Linked DNA regions of Mus musculus: region 2 is linked to region 1. A link is a contact called in public HiChIP or PLAC-seq data. All regions are on one chromosome and are shown on one strand. The core of a region is the stretch at or near the end of the contact, and the rest is flanking DNA. Distances in the headings are between cores, read along the strand shown. Region 1 has its middle 13 kb from the start of 8030451O07Rik. Region 2 has its middle 40 kb from the start of Gm29908.

Evidence for each region. HiChIP or PLAC-seq counts read pairs in DNA pulled down with a chosen protein or histone mark.
Region 2: a contact with region 1 is called in an H3K4me3 HiChIP or PLAC-seq map of embryonic basal ganglia, with 6 times the contacts expected there. The contact joins two enhancer-like sites. A contact is called at or near these places in 15 of 484 Hi-C or Micro-C datasets (the AML12 cell line, cerebellar granule neurons, cerebellum and 11 more) and 1 of 115 datasets of contacts at active chromatin or transcription factors (embryonic basal ganglia).

The regions. Positions count from the first base shown.
Region 1 is chr16:72,219,673-72,223,903 of GRCm38.p6, forward strand. It overlaps a transcript of Robo1 not described here. Among named protein-coding and RNA genes, the nearest start is that of 8030451O07Rik, 13 kb to the right of the region's middle. Within about 2 kb of position 2,624, at least 26 of the 459 cell types and tissues checked have an H3K27ac peak or open chromatin away from gene starts, as enhancers often do. A contact at or near this core is called in embryonic basal ganglia, where this site is marked.
Region 2 is chr16:72,620,779-72,625,493 of GRCm38.p6, forward strand. It overlaps a transcript of Robo1 not described here. Among named protein-coding and RNA genes, the nearest start is that of Gm29908, 40 kb to the right of the region's middle. Within about 2 kb of position 2,268, at least 6 of the 459 cell types and tissues checked have an H3K27ac peak or open chromatin away from gene starts, as enhancers often do. A contact at or near this core is called in embryonic basal ganglia, where this site is marked.

The sequences.
Region 1 (4,231 bases), core at 1,374-3,873:
AATAATGTGTTACATATGAAAACTTCATGTATAATTTTACCAAGGACTACTATTGGTAAATTCACCCCATTGGTATGCTCAATTGAAATATATACCTGATCATTTCTTTCTTTGTACTTCAACTGGAAAAGTTATTAAATGAAGTGATTCCATTAATTTCTGGTAGTAGGAATTAATTAGAATCAACTCATAAGGAAAAATAACTAAGCTAATTAAAGTATAGATTTATTTCTATATTTTACACTAGAAAAATACATAGTACTATGTAAAATGATAATAGATATTATATACTTGAATATTTCTTAATGGGTATATTTTTTAAAAAGCCTACACAAGAATCATATATAAATATTTTTAAGCTTTGTGTGAGAATGATGTCGAGTAAAATTCTATGAATATTGGGAATAGGGAAGGCAAGTTAGATGGTAGCCTTCTGATAATCATAACATAAACCCCTCTTAAAGCTATATAATTAGAGAATCAATGTTATAATAATTATTCAAATATACAAATGTTTTAAATTAAGGAGTATCACTAGAAATTTCCACATAGCCTATATCATGTCTTGACAATATTTCTCCATGCATTCCTTTCTTTATTAACAAGTTTTCTCCCCTTTTCTAGTGCACTTTCTACAATGTCATATTTTTTCATCTTTAGTTTTAAAATATGATATATAGCATATCATATTTGTGCTCCTTGTGTTGCAAACATTTCATATACATATGTAAGGTGAGAGCGATAAAAAAAATGATGAGAGAGGGTTTAAAGTTATAAGTAAAACATATCATTGAGTAAAGAGAATATAGGCCTTTTCTGACAGCTCGTGTGAGCGACATTCGTGTGACCGTTATTTTATTTTCAATTACGTGGATAATCTATGTGGGCATGATTAAACACTGTCAGGTTTTAACTTTGGTATTCTGGGTATGCAAAGATATTGTAATCATGTATCATAGCCAGTGATCATTCTGTCTGACTGAATTGGCCAATTCTAGAAGGAAACTCATATCCTAGCACACTTTGGACAGAAAGTCACGTGCAGGACAGGGGGTGATTATTTTAGACTGTGTCACATGCAGTGGCATATATAACACAATATATATTAAACCAAGATTACACCTGGATGTATATGACCACATCAGTAAAATTCTTTCTAAAATGGCTGCATACCTTACCCAGCAGACAATCTCTGGCAGCAAACATCCAGAGTATCTGGCTGTTATAAACTTTATGCTTCTTTTATTATTATTATTACATAATTTTATTTACATTTCAAATGTTATCCCCTTTCCTAGTTTCCCCTCCGAAACACCCCCCATTGCTTCCCTCCTCTCCCTGCTCATCAACCCACCCACTCCTGCTTCCTGGCCCTGGCATTCTCCTGTACTTGGGAATAGAGCCTTCATACCTTATTGATGACCAACTAGACCATCCTCTGCTACATATGGAGCTGCAGCCATGAGTTCCACCATGTGTTTTCTTTGGTAGGTTGTTTAGTCCCAGGGAGTTCTGGGGGTACTGTTTTGTTCACGTTTGAAGTTCCTCCTACTGGGCTGCAAACTCCTTCAACTCCTTGGGTTCTTGTCAGGCCTAGATGTCAAACTTGTTTTTGGAAATGTGTCACTTGGTGTTGGCCACTCCACAGTCACTTATTCTGACCAGTTTTGTATCTCTGGAATAGTCTCCACCTTTGGCAAAAGGAAGACTTTGGAAGAGTATTAAGTGCTACACTCATCAATTAATCATGTATAAATTAATGGTTTCTGAGAAAAGACCAACAGCTTCCTGTAGGGATGAGTTGGCCCAGAGGTTGCCTTATCTATTCCAAGTGGGAATCCTGAACACATGTACCTAACAGTGACACGAAATAGACTCACGTGTGTGTATGTGTGTGTGTGTGTGTGTGTGTGTGTGTTTGATGTATCATTATGGCTAACATGTAATAATATTTAAAGAAGGAATTATTAATTTGGTAGGAGACACAAGAGGTTGAAAGAGAAGAGGAGTAATTTTCATACAATTTCTCACGTTTGAAGTTCTAAAAAAAAAAATTACATACCTCTTAGCCAGAGATGATTTATAAAATTTTACACATCCTTTAGAGGGAACATTCCACACTTAAAACATTTCAAGGCAATAACTGTATTAACTTTCATTAAGCTGGGCATCATTCCAGTGAGCACTGAATCTAAGTTTTTTTATATATCATTTTGCGTGTGTAAATAATATAGCACTAATGATATTTTGTAAATATTTGTCCATCTATATGATTGGAAAATTCCAAGAGGTTATTAGACTATCTCAAATGGAATTTGAAAAAAAAACTCAAAAAATAAGCCACTGAAGACACAAACTCTTAACAGTTAAAGGAATGTGTGTGAACAGCCACAGAGAGCCTTGCTGGTTGAGGGGAAATTTGCATCTTCACAATAAGTGTTATATGAAAAGCAGAGCCCTTTTCACATGCTAGCTCAGCTATTGAAGTTATTCTTATCTCCTATCTGGACTACTGCCTAGTAAGAATAGGAAATTCTTCATTCATTTTACCAATTATATCTGCCATGTGCAGGCAATGCAGAGCCTTGGCGAACATTCAGACAGCCTGCGGATTGAATTTGTTGGTAGAGGACACTCAGCATTGTTCAGCAGTGCAGGAAGCTGGGCTGGCTTTAATAATACATGAGGGCTGCTTTGGACGATTTTTCAGGCTCTTGTGTTGACTGCATGCATGCTGCTATGAGCCATGAAGTCTGCCCACTTCAGGCTCTGTTAAGAAAAGAAACTCAGCACAGAAGGCTTGTGGAAATTTGTGTTTTATTGGCCAGATCAACCTCTCCAAATCAAACCTATTTTAAAATTGAAAGCATAACATTGGCCAAACATTTATTTGAGCTTCATAGATTCATGTCTTTGCAACATTCGATGTGGAAATATTGTAAAGTGTATAGGTCCAGTCCTTAGAATTTTGTCAAATAGTAAAACACTTGTTTTACAGAGGGGGTACATTAAAAAATGTAGACATGATGAGATTCTTTTCTTTAGATTCAATAAAAATCCAGTGAGTGTGTCATCTGTAATATTAAACTGCATATATAATGATGCATTCATTTTAGTTTCTTTGTTTGAATTTATATCTAGTGCTGAGAAGTATTTATGTAGAAGACAAAGGACTTCAACCACTGAATTAAAAATCATTATAGGTTCTTTATATCATACACAGTCTGATGTCTGTGTGTCTGTCTATGTTTCTGTCTGTTTTTCTGTCTGTCTCTATTTCTCTCTGTCTCTGTCTCTCTGTCTCTCTGTCTCTCTGTCTCTCTCTGTCTCTCTGTCTCTCTGTCTCTCTGTCTCTCTCTCTCTCTCTCTCTCTCTCTCTCTCACACACACACACACACACACACACAGAGGGGGTGAAAGATAGGGGATTCTTCTAATCCATTTAAATGAGTCATGTAGATTGTGGACCCTAATATTTAGCCAAAGATATGACATGTAAGTAAAAATGACAAAAGAAAAATATTGTAGTGTACAAACAAAACTTACAATGGGTTCATAAACCATAGCTCATCTTCTAATGTTTAATTTTTGCAAAAAGCTTTAACAGAATAATGCTATATCTAAATTCTTTAAGAAATACCTGGACAACAGACTGTACTCAATACTACAAGAATATCAGAGAGGTGGAAATAGCATACACACTCACTCACAAACACACATACACACACACAAACACACACACGGAGTCTTAGTTCTGAGCAAAATGTCCTGGTTGGAACTGAGGCCACTGAGTAAAACTACTTAGTTCCATTCTTTCTTTTGTCCAGACAAGTTGCACAATTTGTCAGTGAGTGCATCAGCTTGGGGCCCTCCCATTCTTCTCCCCCCCCCCCGACCCCCCAGGCAGCCTACATTTCACACTCTTCTCCATATCCTCTATCCAGGCTCCTTAATGGTCCAGCTACCTGCCTCCAAAAGCAAAGAGCAGTGTCATAATCACCATCATGATTGATGGCGCATAGAGTGACAAGTCTACAGAACAAGGAGCTTTGAGGACAATGGCTTCATCTTGAAAAGTGAAGTGTATACTAAGCCTTTGATCTGAAAATGTGTCCCACTGCAATCACACCTTCTAAAGCTTCACAAGTGTCAAAATCATAATATCTTCGGATCTTTTGGGGCAATTGAGTTTTGCCAATAAAGTACATAGGTTTGATTTTAACTTTCTTGT
Region 2 (4,715 bases), core at 1,018-3,517, 400 kb after region 1:
CGTATTGTATCCCCTTTCCTTGAAACACGTGAGCCTGTGGATTATACTCCTTATTCAGAGTCCTCGTGCAGACTTATTGGCTACCTGGCCCAAAGCCATCGTGGGATAATGACTATAGCAAGAGACCAGATTCTTATATTCACAGTTTTCAATAGTTTGTGAAATAATCGAATTGTTTAATAGACATTTGACTTCCAGTACCCTTTCTCCTCTCACCATTCAAATTCATGATGCCAGGTAGTAATCCATAAATAATTACTGCATTAACAAAGGCATGTAGTAGTAATACACCAGGCAGATTCAGGCCAATTTTATTACACTTAAACATGTATGTTACATCATATTAATTTGTCTAAAGACCTATATAAGAAATATTGAAAAGAATTGGCCATAAGATAGTATAAGTTCATGGATAAATAATAAGCAATGAGATCATCTGAGGTTAGTGGGATATGCTGGAGCTATAATATTGTCTATTTAAAAATAATAATAACTAAAATTATTAGTTATGTATGTGAGGGGTATACACATGAGTTCAAGTGCCCATAAAGGCCAGAAGCTTCTAATTCCCTTGGGACCAGTGTTATAGGTGGTTGTGAACTGCCTGATGTGGGTAGGGAACCAAATTCAAAGATCTTCTACCAGAGAAGTAATCCCTCTTAACTACCAAGGCATCTCTTCTGGCCCAAATAGTATTGCCTATGTGAGCCACAGAAATAAAGGGGGAAATGCCAGAGATATTCATAATTACTATATAGAAACACAAAAATTAAAGCATAAACTGTGATTTTAAAAAGTATGAAATATGAATTAGTGCACTTTAAAACATGACCTCAACCTTTTGTACATGGCAAATACATTGATTAAAGTAGAAACCTACTGAGGAAACTTAAGGACAGGGTTAACCTAACTGAAAGTTCTGCAGATCTACTGGGTAGGTTAAGCTATGAGACAGTGGCTGGTGAAACACGCGAGTCTCTAACACCACAGTCGTAACGAAAAGGCAAGGAGAGCTCCAGGGTTCACTTACCCACCTGTGTCACCAAACTTATGAGCTCTTGCTTTAGTGAAGCGGTGTGGTGTCTAAATATAAGGCAGAGAGAGGGGGAGGCATTCAGATTAGACCCCTGCCCTCCATGCACACACTCACAAATGTGTGTGCCTTCACATATACAAGTCTGTACGTACACATACAACACCTGAAAGGTTGATCTTCATTTAAGACTCATAGGAACTCATTGATTTAAATCATTCATTTAAATAGCAGATAACCTTTTAAAAAAATGACTAGCGAGAAAGCATGTACAGATCCTGAAGGGAAGATTTAGAGAATAAAGACATACAATGCATGATGAAAACAAGTGAATACAAGCCATAAAGGATTGCTGATTGACAGCGATGGATACAGGTCCCAGGATTTGAGATTAGAACCCTGACTTACATCCATAGCTTATTCCTCATGTTTAATGGAAAGTGACTACAATACATGTAGCTGGGTATGTTGTCTACTGTCACCTACTTTGAAATTGGCCTTTACTTTCTCTCTGTTTTAGGCCAAGCTCACTATCCCGTGATACAAGCATGAAACATGCTTTGTAAATAATTACTTATTAAAAGCATCATTAAGTCCTAAGATTTAAATTTCCCTGTGGGAAATTTACGAAACATAAAAACAAAGCCAGTGTCACAGCAGTGACAGGGTTGTATCACCCTAGAGACAGTTTCTGTAGAGTTTAGCACTCACCAAGGGACCTACTTGTGGCCAGATTATTCACATTTTCTTCTACTAGTATTGTGTACTCTGCTGGCTCATTACAATCATGACCACATATCTTTGTAACCAGGAAAATGATACAGAGTCCCAGCGCATTTGAAATGAAAATCAATTGTATTATCTTGCCTTGTGCACTCACCTTCCTCCCCACCCCCCGCCCCCCGATGAAAGACTTGTAATTTCCATCAATGAAAGCATGACTTTTCTTGTCAGAATATCTAGTGAGCTCACGGAGGCTTTCATGTGCTTCCTGGCAATATTAAAGTAATCATAAAAGCTCTAAAGTTAACTGTTTCTCTACCACTCGCTGTTCTTTGTCAGGCTTGAAGTCTATCTTTACCGCGCAACTTTGGTAAAAATGTGGCTGTCAGACATTCTAGCCAAAATAATCAGCTATCTGCTGAGAATGATTGCAGGCTTCCTGGGCATGCGAGCACTCCCTTTTAAATAGCCCTCCTGCCTTACATCTTCTTGAATAATATTCCTTCAAGTGTAATCTACTGTAAGCTTCGAGTGCCTCCCAAGAGCTCATTACCATGGTAAAAGGAACAAAGAGACAAGGCATGACTGGCGCTCCTGCTCACATTCCCACTAAGAAAACCAGTCTCCACAACCGGTGAGCTGCAACACATTCTTCTTGTGTCAAAAACGAAGAGTCGGGCGGGCGCTTTTGAATAGTCACATCTCTATTTTAAATATCCAAGACATTTGAGAACGTTCTCACGACAAGAGAGATCTTTCTATTCTCTTTTCGTTTGATTCAAAGTCCCAGAAGAGTGGGTTTCTGTCCTCTTCAGCTGAAATGTACATACAGAAATTTCAAAGACATACACATAACTTAGTAAGTGTGAGAATAGCCGTGTTATTCAGTGAAAGATGCAGCATGCTGAATTCATTTTCACATCCCCTCCATATCCCCCTTGTTTCGCATATGCCTCCAGTCAACTCTAATAAGTACTACTTTTACATTCACAGGAAGCACTTCCAGGCCTTTAAGATTTTAATATGTAAGCGCAAATTCATAAACACATTGGCTTAGTTTTGTTTTGTTTTTTCTTTTCAGTAGTTCTTTGAAAGTTTTGCACAATGTACTTTTAATTTACTTATTTAGAGCGGTCGCCATCTTGGTCCGGGACCTGCCGAACTTAGGAAATTAGTCTGAACAGGTGAGAGGGTGCGCCAGAGAACCTGACAGCCTCTGGAACAGGCAGAAGCACAGAGGGGCTGAGGCAGCACCCTGTGTGGGCCGGGGACAGCCGGCCACCTTCCGGACCGGAGGACAGGTGCCCACCCAGCTGGGGAGGCGGCCTAAGCCACAGCAGCAGCGGTCGCCATCTTGGTCCGGGACCCGCCGAACTTAGGAAATTAGTCTGAACAGGTGAGAGGGTGCGCCAGAGAACCTGACAGCTTCTGGAACAGGCAGAAGCACAGAGGCGCTGAGGCAGCACCCTGTGTGGGCCGGGGACAGCCGGCCACCTTCCGGACCGGAGGACAGGTGCCCACCCAGCTGGGGAGGCGGCCTAAGCCACAGCAGCAGCGGTCGCCATCTTGGTCCGGGACCCGCCGAACTTAGGAAATTAGTCTGAACAGGTGAGAGGGTGCGCCAGAGAACCTGACAGCCTCTGGAACAGGCAGAAGCACAGAGGGGCTGAGGCAGCACCCTGTGTGGGCCGGGGACAGCCGGCCACCTTCCGGACCGGAGGACAGGTGCCCGCCCGGCTGGGGAGGCGACCTAAGCCACAGCAGCAGCGGTCACAATCTTGGTCCGGGACCCGCCGAACTTAGGAAATTAGTCTGAACAGGTGAGAGGGTGCGCCAGAGAACCTGACAGCTTCTGGAACAGGCAGAAGCACAGAGGCGCTGAGGCAGCACCCTGTGTGGGCTGGGGACAGCCGGCCACCTTCCGGACCGGAGGACAGGTGCCCACCCGGCTGGGGAGGCGGCCTAAGCCACAGCAGCAGCGGTCGCCATCTTGGTCCCGGGACTCCAAGGAACTTAGGAATTTAGTCTGCTTAGGTGAGAGTCTGTACCACCTGGGAACTGCCAAAGCAACACAGTGTCTGAGAAAGGTCCTGTTTTGGGCCTTCTTCTTCGGCCAGGAGGAGGTCCAAATACAAGATATCTGCGCACCTTCCCTGTAAGAGAGCTTGCCAGCAGAGAGTGCTCTGAGCACTGAAACTCAGAGGAGAGAATCTGTCTCCCAGGTCTGCTGATAGACGGTAACAGAATCACCAGAAGAACAATCTCTAAACAGAGTCAACTATAACTACTAACTCCAGAGATTACCAGATGGCGAAAGGTAAACGGAGGAATCTTACTAACAGGAACCAAGACCACTCACCATCACCAGAACCCAGCACACCCACTTCGCCCAGTCCAGGGAACCCCAACACACCTGAGAACCTAGACCTAGATTTAAAAGCATATCTCATGATGATGGTAGAGGACATCAAGAAGGACTTTAATAAATCACTTAAAGAAATACAGGAGAACACTGCTAAAGAGTTACAAGTCCTTAAAGAAAAACAGGAAAACACAATCAAACAGGTAGAAGTCCTTACAGAAAAAGAGGAAAAAACATACAAACAGGTGATGGAAATGAACAAAACCATACTAGACCTAAAAAGGGAAGTAGACACAATAAAGAAAACTCAAAGCGAGGCAACACTAGAGATAGAAACCCTAGGAAAGAAATCTGGAACCATAGATTTGAGCATCAGCAACAGAATACAAGAGATGGAAGAGAGAATCTCAGGTGCAGAAGATTCCATAGAGAACATCGGCACAACAATCAAAGAAAATGGAAAATGCAAAAAGATCCTAACTCAAAATATCCAGGAAATCCAGGACACAATAAGAAGACCAAACGTACGGATAATAGGAGTGGATGAGAATGAAGATTTTCAACTCAAAGGTCCAGCAAACATCTTCAACAAAATTA